2 separate regions of the Mus musculus genome follow, and region 2 is linked to region 1. Evidence: chromatin contacts called from public Hi-C data. All regions are on one chromosome and are shown on one strand. Each heading gives the region's core, a stretch centred on a gene start, on an enhancer-like site or on the middle of the called end of the contact. The rest is flanking DNA. Distances are from core to core; before and after follow the strand shown. Region 1 has its middle 160 kb from the start of Gm25015. Region 2 has its middle 36 kb from the start of Gm34581.

Region 1 (6,469 bases), core at 2,957-5,456:
CTTTAAGCTGTGTGATTGTAGATACGGGAGGTATGTACGAAGGGGCCACTGAGTTTGCATTACCCATTGTCCAGTAATTCCTCATCCCACCAGTTTCATTAAGCACCATTATGCTGTGGTTCTCAGGGGCTTTCCACAGACACTCTCAGTGTGTAACAAGAATTAACCCCATATCAGCTCTTGATCCTGTACTCCTCCTCCTGGAAGAGTAGAGTCTGACACCACTGCAGAAATGGCGAACTGGAGTTGGCAGTCATGTTCTTCCATGTTGAGAACCAAAAGAGACACTCTTCTCTAGAGTCTGACATTTGTCTCAAGTTTTTGACCTAATTGATGTGAAGCTAAGAATTAGAATGGAATTATGCTAACGAAGCCTTCCAAAAGGGGCAAATGAAGTTTCTAGATTATTCTCCATACTTAGTCCAACACAAGAAGAAAAGTAAAATTAATTAACTGATTTGTTGGGTTTTTCTTCTTAATGGTTACTTTTATTCATCTTTTAGTGTTTCTAAGCAGAGAAGGTCAATATTTGTGCCACACACACAACACACACACACACACACACACACACACACACAATCACATATGCACATACGCTGTCTTAGCTAGTGGAGCAACAACATGAACATTTTCAAACAGTTAACATTTTTAAGGACACATACAAAAATGCTTTGGTGAGTTGCATAAGCATGGGGAGACAGAAATTTCATTTAAAAATCATTTGAATCTATTATGAAAATGACAGTTACAATTCTAAAATCCTGTACTTAAAATATCTGGGCAGACATATTTTGTGTGTTTGTTGCTTTATAAGAACTCACAGTATATTAGGACAAATAAAATGATACGTAAGAGGCTCTGGCAAATTTCCAAGGAGTGCACTCATAAACAGCCGCAAACAGGAAGCCTTCAGTACCAAGACATGTATTTCCTTACCATATGGTCCCAGCCCTTCAGCAAGAATGTGTTCCTTTCTCAAAACAAAACAGCAGCAGCAACAACAAAGCATCTCTTCCTTGTTAATGGTAGGGCAGACCTTTTTATAAATTCACACTGGCTGTTTGTCATAAATCCTGGTCACTGGAACGGAAGTCTTCTTACAGATGTAGGAAATACTGGGTACACTCTGAGAGTCTGGAGCCAGACCGGCTATAGTTATTAGCTCTAACATTTCATATCTTGCATAGTCAATTAACTTCTCTGTGTCTCATTTTCTTTATCTTCAAAATGGAGACACTATTTTCTATAAGACAGAGTTCATGTGGGACCATTAAGTAAATTATATGCAGCTTTTGTTGTTATCTCTAACATCCACCTATTCACGATTTTCCAAACAACAAATCAGTCTTATAATTGCAAGCCTTCATATTGGGCAATTTGAGTCCTATATACGGCTTATAAAGGCATTGATACTATTAAAGTTTTGAATGCTAAAATGTCATGTAGATACTATTTATTCTTTTCTTTTTTCTGTTCTGAAATACTCTCAATCAAACATTCAGTTTCTAGGAAAATAGTAACATACCCTGTTAATTAACTAATGTGTTTTTCTCATGTGATATTGGTGCAATGCAAAGGCCATCTTCTAGAGCCCTCCATAGCACTATTGTAGCTTCACAGTCTGCTTAGGAACAAAAAGGCAAAGCATCTTGAGAAGAAGACAACAGGAAAAGAAAGATGTGGAAAATCAGAGACTTGGTAGTTAGAGAGAAGCGGTCTTCCAATAAAAGCTACAAAGATGTAAAGACAGCTTCCGTCTCTTTTTAATATCTACAGTACTCTCCTCCAAGTAGTGGAAGAAAAAGATCCAGTCATGTAAAGGTCATAGTAATTTGGAGTGTGTCTCCCTTTCCCTGGCATGTATAGGTAGAGTGTTCTTGACCCTGCACTGTAAAAGCCAGGAATCTCACCTCTGATCACTAATACAATGCTTCGGCTGAACTGCTTTCCTCTCAACTTGTATGTTAACTCTCTGTCTAGGAACTCTGACTGTGATCAAGTTAAAGTAATTCCATCGAAGGGAGCTTGGATGTAATCAGACTAATGTCCTTACATAAGGAAAGTTAGAAATACTTGGACGTTTGTGCACAGGCAGAGCCTACATGAGGGCACCATGAGGAGTTAGCCATCAGAAAGTCTTTGAAAGAGGCCTCAGCAAACAACAAAAAACTTCTCTGTGACCTTAAACTTGTAGCCTACAGAAAATACATGGTGACATTTACTATGCAAATTTTAGGAAACAAACACAACATGTTTTTTTTGTTTGTTTGTTTTTGTTTGTCTGTTTGTTTTGTTTTGTTTTGTTTGATTCAGCAAAGCCAAACTATTGGCCCCTTCCTTCACAATTGGCCCAATCTTGCCTATTGATGTTCATAGTGTTGCTTAATATGTCCATCAATCTGACCTTTACAACGTAGTTAACTTATCTTCTCCAGAAGATTCTCCAGTTGGATTAATCTTATGGCACCTGCCTTTTGTAAAAGTAAACTGCATATCCATATTACTCTAGGACTCTGTTTTGTTGAGGTTGTTGCAATTATACATGATCTAGTTATTGATCAGCCTCTGATGTCAGGAAGTGTTCATCTGTCTATGGGATAACCCACCCCTGTTCTGCTAGAGGCCACTAAAAGGGGGAAACACACTTTTGTCTGACACTCGTGTACTCTATAACTAAGTTTACATTAGTCCTTATGTGAACAGAAATACAAAAGAATCATAATCTTAACTGGTCTCCTTAAGAAAACAAGTCACAGTTTTAAGTTCTGAGGTAGTGATCAACAGTTACATTTACGTTATTAAAAATCTTTTGCACATTTATCCATAATAATTTTTAATTTTGGAATAAGTGACAGTGGAAATTATATTCAAATTACCATTCTTTGTCCCCCCATCCCCCAGCTAAGTTTATTAATATCAAAGATTTCTATTCATTCTATGTAAATTTACTGAAGTCTGTTAAATCTCCTGATTACTGACATTTTAGAGTTTTCTACACTTTTTGTCTCTCTTTTGACAAATCACACACATATCTTCAGGGACTCTTATTACAGAGCTAAGTACATTGTCTGACAAAAGTTACAGAATTTTAATAGATAAATGACAAATTTTAACAAAGAGTTCTAGTCAGTTAATTTTGAAATCATTTACTGTATGTATGGGAAACTGGCAGAAGTGATTTGATGAGGTGCAGGTTTTCTACACTTAATAAGAGAAATTTTTCAGTAGATGTGCTCTGTAAGATAAATCTATTTGATGGATTTATTACAAAAATAAATCTCCTAATAAAAATAGCCCTTCTTGCTTTTCGTTAGGTTCTTTCCCCCAGGATAAGGTAAACAATGCCATCAGTTATTTGGATCTAATTTTTCTAAAATTTAGATCGTTGCCTCAGTGTTAAGAATAAATCCAGAAAGGTTAAGTTCAGTTGGAAAAAGCTGAAGCAACTCCATTGCTGTAAAATCACGGATATCTTAGGCTAGAAAAATAAACAGGTGTTATGGTTTAAATATACACTTCTCAGTAGCTACATTTGTCTTTAAATACTTGGTTCACACGCCGTGGTCTGCCTGTGTTAGGGGGACAGTACACATGTGAAGGGGCATGTGTGATCACTGCATGATCCGTTCCCTGCAGGTGCTGGGAAAGGTCAAACAGGGAAACTCATCATCACAGAGTGAAGTGATTTTCTTCTTTATCAGCTCCTGAAGTAAACAGGCTGATGAGCACAACCCAGCCGCACTCACCCGCATGACATCATAGGCAATCACAGCTAAGTGTTTCTATATGTCAAAGCCTGAAGAGTCACTACCAGATTGTTGCCTGATTGGTACAAAAACTCAAAATGGTATTTCCTTGGTAATTAGTTAGTCAGAGATTATTTTGCAAGATTCTGGGCTCTGTGGGGGCTGGTCAAAGATAGGGAGCCCTGAGCCAAGGCTACAGTTTGCCAGCTCAGAAAATGAGCAGGCTGTGTTGCGAGCAGAGCGGCAGCATTATTTGAACGTGTATCGGTTAAGGAGTGAAAAAAATTTTAAAAAACAAAAATTTAAAGCAGACTTTTTTTTCTTTTATTTTAAGATCAGAAGTTTCATATCACATTCTTTGGAAAGAGAAGATTGCAAGTATGTGGTACTTAATCTTTGTTCATAATATATGCCCGGCCGTGTTCAAGACATTTTTCAAACCCATTTTCTCCCAGGCTCCCGTTCCGCTGCCAGGCTCCATCTCCTGCCAGTGAAGCAGCAGAGTTTAGGATACTGTGTCCTCACGGAAGATTCACCTCCCGAGTTTTCTAACCCAAGACATTTAAGTGGGAATCTGGGCCCAATCTGCTGTATTTTAGATTGCAGCAAAGGACTCAGAAACCCTGCTGCTACAGACCCTTTCCTAGGGGCAGCAGCCAATACTTTGGAAATTGGGTATTTTCTTTTCTTTTCTCTTTCAAGAAAAAGAATGCATAGTTTAACACTGTTTCAGATGATATTTTTTAAAAAGAGTTAGGTACTTTCCTGGAAAGGTAAATATTTTATGAACAATTATATTACAACCTCATTATATCAGGTATAAAATTTATCTAAAAAAATCAAACGAAAAAGGACAGAGGATTAAACATCCAGTAGTTTAAGATACTATTTCTAGTCACAGATTTCAGTATTAAGCATTACTGTGTACATGTGAACCATGACAACTTGGACATATTTTTATTTTTATAACAATATGTGGAAGAACATTTTGGGAAATCTTAGCAGTTGAGTTGTAGGTCACTTTAAATGTTGTAAATAAAATTTTGATTTCAAATCAATATCCATATTTAACTAGATTCTGAAATATAGGCAACTAAACAAGAATACAGTGACACAATTTGTATACAAATATACAAGTATTTAAGCACCACATCTATATTTCTATAAAAAAATAAGGCAGGCTAAGCCACGTTTCTGCTCATAAATTTCCACTGCTACAGGAAGTAACTCATCACAATTGAAGTACTTTCATAACCTTACCCTAACTGAAGGTTACAGCAGAGTGCTTGAGTATCATTATATTTTTTCTCAACAATAGTCTTTTTAAATACATAGATTTTCCACCTAACAGCAAGTTCCCCAGTTTCTCAGAGTCTAAGAGTAGCTTTCAGTAGTCTGAACTTTCCATTGATCTGAGCCATGTTTAGCTTCAATCTATCCCTGCACATGACTGGGGAAAGAGATGGTCTATCAGATTTTTTTTCTTGTACCTTCAAGGCTCTCTCAGAGTGAGAAAAGTTTTCAACTCTAAGCAGGGTCAGGATTTAACCCTTGTTTGGGTTTCATTGTGACAGCAGAGGAAGAAGGTTCTTGCTTTCATAAAGAAAGGGGTCAAGATGTAGAGGGAAATCTACACAATTCAGATAGGGTTGAGCAATACAAATTTTCTGCCTCAAGAAATCCAATGAAAAGTCACAGAAAGTTGAAAGCTTGGAGCAAGAATGGACTAAGATCATGGCAGGACTGGACTCAGGTTAAGTGGATAACAACAGGAGATGTAGGTAAGGTAGGGGGGAATGGAGAGAACATTCTATAAGCTTGGCAAGAATAGAAAGGATGGGACTGCTACCCTTTAATACTGGATTCTAGACTTGAACTCTAAGAAAGATCTCATGTTTACAAGTTGGAGAGAAAGGACAAATGATGATATTTCCAAACATATATTTTGAATTAGTATATAACTTGAATTAATGAAAAATATACTAAGAACTCAAATAACAAAAAATGTCATTTCCTCCAAGTAAATCATTTTTAATTCTTTAAAATTAATTACCAACCAAGTGTAATAAAATATGGTATCCTGCCGGGCGTGGTGGCACATGCCTTTAATCGCAGCACTCGGGAGGCAGAGGCAGGTGGATTTCTAAGTTCCAGGCCAGCCTGGTCTACATAGTGAGTTCCAGGACAGCCAGGGCTATACAGAGAAACCCTGTCTCAAAAAACAAAAAACAAACAAACAAAGAAACAACAAAAAAGATATGGTGTCCCAAGTATTATATAAAGATCCCAAGTAATAGATGAAGAGTATTATAAATTAGAATTATATTTAAAAATAATAGTGTATAGCTAGAAATAAATCCCAATATTTCACAAAATTGGTCCATTAAGTCAATTTCAGGACCTTCCTTCTCAACTACTCAGAATACAAGATATTTCATAAGAATCATAATATGTGAATTTAAACCAAACAATCTCCTAGTGGCATGGTTCAGGTTTCTTTATAAAACAATGTCTGGCAAAATGTATCTGGATCCACATGAACCATAATTAGACACTTAATATAAACACCATCAATGTTTGCTTTTTACACCTTAGAAAAATATACCACACTCAGAAGCTGACCACAGTCCATGTCTTCCTTAAAGTTTCTTGCAATGCTGCCAAGTATTGCATTTTCTCTATAGATGTAACTTAAGGTGGTCATTTCTTGACAATCACTTATT
Region 2 (6,359 bases), core at 986-3,485, 1.2 Mb after region 1:
AGACTCTACCAAGCCTACCCCTGACATTTTCTCCTGTAGCACTATGATTCAGTTCGGATGGTGGTTGTCTATAACTGGCCCTTTGTGACCATGTCGCTAGAATGGGCAACCCTCTGAAAACAAGGCAACACAATCTCTTTATTGTCTTTGAATGATCAGTATATTACATCTCTGCTCCACAACCCATGCCCCGGTATCTATAGGTGAGCTTGATCTAGAATCTGCCACTGCAGAAGGCACACAGAACTTAGAGAGTTAGCAACCTGATGTGAGAAAACGAGAAGCACCCACTTCCAGGTGTGATGCTCTGTTGGGAACCTTGCTTCCATGGACAGAGGAGGCTACTGACACTTGAGGGCAAAGTGGGGACAACCTTGTGCAACGTGACTTGAGGAAAGTTCTGATTTGAAAACTTAAAGTCCTAGGGAATGACTAAAAAGTGGACCAAATGAAGCCAATAGATCAGGAAGAATGCTGTCTTCATTCAACAAATAAGAAAGATGTCTGCAAGATGGTGAGGCTTATGAGAAAGCAGGAAAGCAAACAAAAGACCTGAGAGTTATTTATGTAAAGTCAATAAACAAGATACTTTCCTTCACCAGAAAAAAAATTGTAATCCACATTTAGAAAAAAAAAAAAAAAAGAATGCTGTTTAAAAAGACCAGTTGTTTTATTTGTAAACAAGCAATTAAGCAAAAACAAACCAAGGAAGATTTTTTTTTCCTTTCTTAGCACTTTCTTATTCCAAAGTTAGTGGAGTGCTAGATTTCTAAACTTTATTTACTAAATAATCACACAGAGCTTGAATTCAAATGTTTTTAACCTAGATTTTTGAGACTTACATGTCGTCAGATACAAGTCAAGAACAGAATACAATATAGAGCATTTTCTTTACTGCATTAGTTTATTTATGGAGGGGGGTCTGTACGGCCATACATGTGTGGTAGTCAGAAACCAGGTTCAGGTCTTTGACCATATGAGTTCCAGGGATTGAGTTCCCGTCATCCAGGTTGACAGCGAGCACAGTTACACTCAGAGTCACCCCCTTGTTCAGAAATGTGCAGTTGCATAGCATCATGGGAAGAATTTAAAGCTCACATCCCCTTGGCATGCTCATAACAACCGTAAGCACATTACCAATTATTTGTCAACTTCAGTTCTTAGCCTGTAGAAAAAAAGCCAAAGCATAGAATTAGCGTGAGAACTAAGTAGTAGAAATGTCTGTGGACTCTATGACACCAGAGTGACGGCTTGGAACTCTCATTATTGTCTTTGTAGTAGAGGAGATGTTGCGTGGTATTTGAGTATTCATTTTGTTTTCCATTTTTATCTTTTTCATTTTTCAGTATTATGTGATTGGCAAATAATAAAAGACAAACATTTATTGAATAGGAGAATGAATAAAAATATTTTGCCTTGACCATTACCATTATAATAGGCTTTTGACTTTGAGTTGCTCAGTTACAGATGGTACATGGCTTTTTGAAATGTTTGAGCTTTCTGTCTTGGTAGCATATCAAATGGTCCACCCTTGCTGGATCAAGCTTAGTGTCTCAAGCAGCAGCTTGTTCTGATCAAAATAATGTATAGCCAACCTACAGACAAATACGGCAGCATGCATTGAGTCTAGCCCTATCTACTAGGATGTACGTAAGCTTAAGGAGCCTACTTTCCAAATATTCTAAATACCAGGTAAGAATGTGAAAGAGTACGACGTGCATCTCTTTAAGTAAAACAAACATAATATGCTCACACTTTCACCTTCCACAAAACATGAGCTTGGAATCACAGAGTGTGTTCTTCCTAGAATCACTGCATCCAGACGTCCAGACATCCCATTCCCCTCACTTCCCTAAGTTTTCACCTCTGTGTAGTGCACACAGACATATGGACAGATCAACAACAGCCCTGAAGGGAGCTGCAGCCACCCAGCATGTACATTTTGCAGTTCCTTCAACCTGTTTCCCATCCTGCCCATCCCCTACGCAAATCAGGTTTGAATGCCCAAGCTTGTCACCTGGTATACAAAAATGCAGTCTAACACTGTATTTATTAGCAAACCCTTTCCCTTATGTTTAATTTATTGTTACGGTTTTTAAATGTACAAACAGTTATACCAGTTTTATACACAAAACCACAGGTACCGTTTTGTATCTGTCAAAATTCCAGCAGCCTGTGGCGAGAGACAGTTGAATAGATGTCCTGTGCTGCCACCTAGTGCTTTGGTGAAGATGTGGCCGTGTTCACGCCTCGGGAAACCAGGAAACAAAGGCGCACATCGTATGGAATAGCTACTCAAGAGCATTAGCAAACAGATGCACGTATGATCCTTGGACCATATTCCCCGCAACCACGCAACCTAGCTTGTTTTCACACAATAGCCGCTTACATCCCTGCTCTTCGCTGGCAAAACTCCGGCCTTCTAGCCTGGGGGCACCTGGTTTAAATCCAAACTGACTGGGCAAGCAAACCCGCTCTCAGTTCTGAGCCTCTTTCTACAGCTCCCATCTGGCCAAGGTTTCCTTGGCAAGTCTCTTTCTCCTGGAGGGACAGTTTGATCTGAATGTCTGGCCTATTACTTCAATTTGGATAGAAGGTATAAAGGAGTCAGACAGCTTTAAAAAAAAATCATTATCTTTAAAATTGACTAAAACAGCAGCCATCTTCTTTGCAGCGTCCAAAAGTGAAGCTTCTGAATTCCTTTCAGCGCCCAGGGTTTGTATCACCGGTTAGACCCTAGGTCTGCCTCTGTGTTCCTCCCCTTATTGCTGCCCGAGTCCCCGAAACACCATTCTTCTCCTCAATTAATAAATTAGCATGTTGCACTTACACAAACAGTATTTTTAAAAGTGCTATATTAGGCACTGGTTAGTGGGTGGATAAAGGAAAAGAAAATAGCCTTTCAGTGTGTCTGTGGATCACCACCTCCTGTCTCTTAGCCTACACTATCCCTTTTCTCTTCAGACCTTCTAAAACCCTGGACCCACTGACCCTTTCACCGTATTGATTCTCTTTCTTTACCTATATGTATGACTCCTATTGTAAGAATATTAGTACTTCACTTAAACCTTTCGACACCCCTCCTTCCAGTAAATTTCTTTTTCCCTGTTTTATCCCAATGCAGTAAATTCACCAAGCCCATATGCTATTGTCTAAATGTGCAGATTAGAGCCAGTCTTTCTACTAGAGCCCAGGAACTGTGTGCCAGGGCTGGGTAGTGCTTCTTTGCCTGACTTCTGAAGGCTCTGACACTAGAAGTTCTCTAAGATCCAACCGTTCTGGCAGTCCGTGTCTCCAGTCATTCACCACTTAGCCTGTAAGGAACTTCACTCTGGTAAATCCTCTTTACCCTCCTGGAAATCATCACTTCGCCATGGCTCTTAACTGAATTTCTTACCACTTGTTTGTTTCTATTTGTCAAATGCTCCATTGTTTTCCATCCTTCGTGTTTTGCTTTTTTAACATGAACTTCATCTGCATTTGATTTTTATATGTTTAACTTTATAAATACTTTTACCTACCCATCCTTTGGACTATCCAGGCTTTGTGATGGTGGTGATTTTGACAGCAATGGCATGAGTGGTTCACAGGTTACCCCTTCTTCAACAACAAAGCCAAATCATCCATGTCTCCAGTGTTTTTCTAACCATTTTCCAACCCCATGACACATTCAGCAAAATGGTTGTTGGTTGTAGCCATATATGTTAGGGTAACAAACCCTGTGTTCGTGATTCTCACCTCTGAACTTCGCCCATGCCAGATCTGTCCATGGCTATCAGAAGCACCAGGACACTGAGATTTCAATGATGCTGAGCTACATGGACTCATTAGGTTTATATGTATATAACCCTCCTCCAATCTTTTTCTACATATTCAGCCAGTAGAAAATATGTTTAAGTCCTGATTGCTTTATACCAGGATTGTAAAGTTCCTTTGGCTTCTAATTCAACTCTTATACCCATTCATATATAAAAAAAAAAAAAGAAACATGGCTAGTCTTTCAGACACTTTGCTCTTATGCAACTCACCTATAAAAACCCACAAGCACATCTATTGATTCTCTCTATCTTGTTTATATCATTTCTACGTGTGTGTGCTTATAGATTCTATACTAGACCCTACTCCAACTCCATCTGAGCTCTCCTACTTGTTCTCTGACATGTCCCATGTTTTAGTCCACTCCATCTTTCTGGCATTTCTTGTAAAGGAATATTTTGCACAGAGCATTTCTTGCCCTCTGAATTCTCATTCATACTTTCTAAAAACTAAGCCTTACTAACCTCTTAAAATGCACATAGAGAAACTACAGACAAGACTCAGCTGATCAGAGACTACAGACAAGACTACAGACATCAAGACTACAGACATCAGAGACTACAGACAAGACTCAGCTGATCAGGTGCTTTCTATGAAAGCATGAGGGCCTGAGTTCAGATTCCTACACCCACATAAAAAGCCAGGTACTATGGCAAAGTGGCAGAGTCTAAATGTCACGACACAGATGCCACTTTGAGGTGAGCTGCTGAGGGTGACACAAAAGCTCTCAGGAGAGTTCTATGGGGGCAGCACCTGGTACATTCACATGTCTTACGCTGTTGATGAATCATAGGCAGTAGATGGTGATCTCAATGAAGACGTCATTAGATACATAAGTAACTGATGCCTCTGACAAGATCTTCTGCCCACACTAAATAAAATAGATGGATATTTAGCCTACTAAATAATAACTTGAGTTGCCTGATCCTGCTGTATCTAACATGGACCAAATTTCACTGTGAGTATTCCTGGCCTCCAAATTTGGAAGCAATGATAAAGAACATGGCTAAGAGATCTCCGATATGTGACCTTATTTGCTCAGGACTCTGTTATGTATCTCATCTAAGGAAAGTTCCTATTATCCAACTTTCTCATTTTTTTCAGGGTGTAGTATTCTACACCATGTATCTCAAGTGGGAGTCTGGGTCCTGTCCATGTTCAGTGTTAATTAATGTTTGGCCCTCAAATTTAAAATCAGTAATTGCACTCTGAAAAGATAGATCACAGACACACAGAAATGGGGGAAATGCAGGTGGCTATGGAGGGAATTTTGTATATCAAAAGAATCACTGTTCATTGCTAACATACTACCTGTCTTTCCACATCACCCTAACTAGGATATTACCTGTAAGAGCCAGAGCCATACTTCACCAGTATTACCTTAGAATTTGGTATTGTACTGTCCATAGAGATCTGGTGAAAGATTATTGAGCAGATAACAAATTTTCAGTACGAAAATTAGGTCTTAGAACTACATGTACTCAAAAAATGGAACGATTTGGTCCATTCCAAAACAGCTTTGTGATTTGCTATGTTTTTCTCTGGCCTTTTACTGCTCAGAATTCATGCCAAGGAAGAAATGCTAAAGCTCCCATCTCTTAAATATGTAGATTCCTGACATTTGGTTGCTTCATGGATTTTGCATTGCATAATGACAAGTGTTTAATTTTATAAACTGCTCCTGTAATAGATCATTTTCAAGGAGAGGCTTAATCTGGAAATGCAGTGCAAAGTGCCATTGCTGAATTAGACAAATGTCTTCCCTGAGCCAGAGATCCTTTCTGTAGTAAATGTTTTCAAGCATTGACGGCTTGGAAGCCATGGAAATATTCTCAACACCCAGCTGGCTGGCTGAGTCAGAAATGAGATGTCCCATGGTTGCTTGGTCTGCCAAGCTGGTATATAACAACCCTCAGGAAATCTCAGAGTGAGAGAAACACAAACAATTGATTTGTTTTCTGAGGTCCAAGTGGCCATACTCGGTCTAATTGCTAATTCACTTTCATCACCACAGAAAGAAAGAAAGAAAGAAAGAAAGAAAGAAAGAAAGAAAGAAAGAAAGAAAGAAAGAAAGAAAGAAGGAAAGAAGGAAGGAAGGAAGGAAGGAAGGAAGGAAGGAAGGAAGGAAGGAAGGAAGGAAGGAAGAAATCAATCTCAAGCAGAGAGATAAGGATCAGAGGAATGATTTATGGGCTCTCAAAAGGGTGCTGGTGCCTTCCTGACATCAGACCGTGAGTAACTCCTAGATAGCTCATGTTCGGCTGACCCTCCCTTGGTTTCTTTACCACAGAGCATGTCTATGAGTTTTATCTATTTAACAGAATTCTGATCCAGAAAAAAACATAGAATTGATCTTCAAAATAAAATGTCTAAAATATGCATAGATGTTAAAAATAGGATTGGCTTCATAAATTATATGCAAAAGGTTGTTCATTACAGAGGTTACAATCAAGATTGTCCATATTGTAAATATACTATATAAGTTCAACAGAAACAATGAAAAAATATGGTACATATTTAGTATGACTTTTTAACCCAAAGAG

Evidence for each region. A called contact is a pair of places that touch in the nucleus more often than the background predicts.
Region 2: a Hi-C map of cortical neurons shows a contact between it and region 1, with 4 times the contacts expected there. The contact joins two enhancer-like sites. A contact is called at or near these places in 5 of 484 Hi-C or Micro-C datasets (cerebral cortex, cortical neurons, embryonic fibroblasts and 1 more).

The regions. Positions count from the first base shown.
Region 1 is chr12:49,736,310-49,742,778 of GRCm38.p6, forward strand. No RefSeq gene overlaps it. Among named protein-coding and RNA genes, the nearest start is that of Gm25015, 160 kb to the left of the region's middle. Within about 2 kb of position 4,207, at least 20 of the 459 cell types and tissues checked have an H3K27ac peak or open chromatin away from gene starts, as enhancers often do. A contact at or near this core is called in cortical neurons, where this site is marked.
Region 2 is chr12:50,941,601-50,947,959 of GRCm38.p6, forward strand. No RefSeq gene overlaps it. Among named protein-coding and RNA genes, the nearest start is that of Gm34581, 36 kb to the right of the region's middle. Within about 2 kb of position 2,236, at least 42 of the 459 cell types and tissues checked have an H3K27ac peak or open chromatin away from gene starts, as enhancers often do. A contact at or near this core is called in cortical neurons, where this site is marked.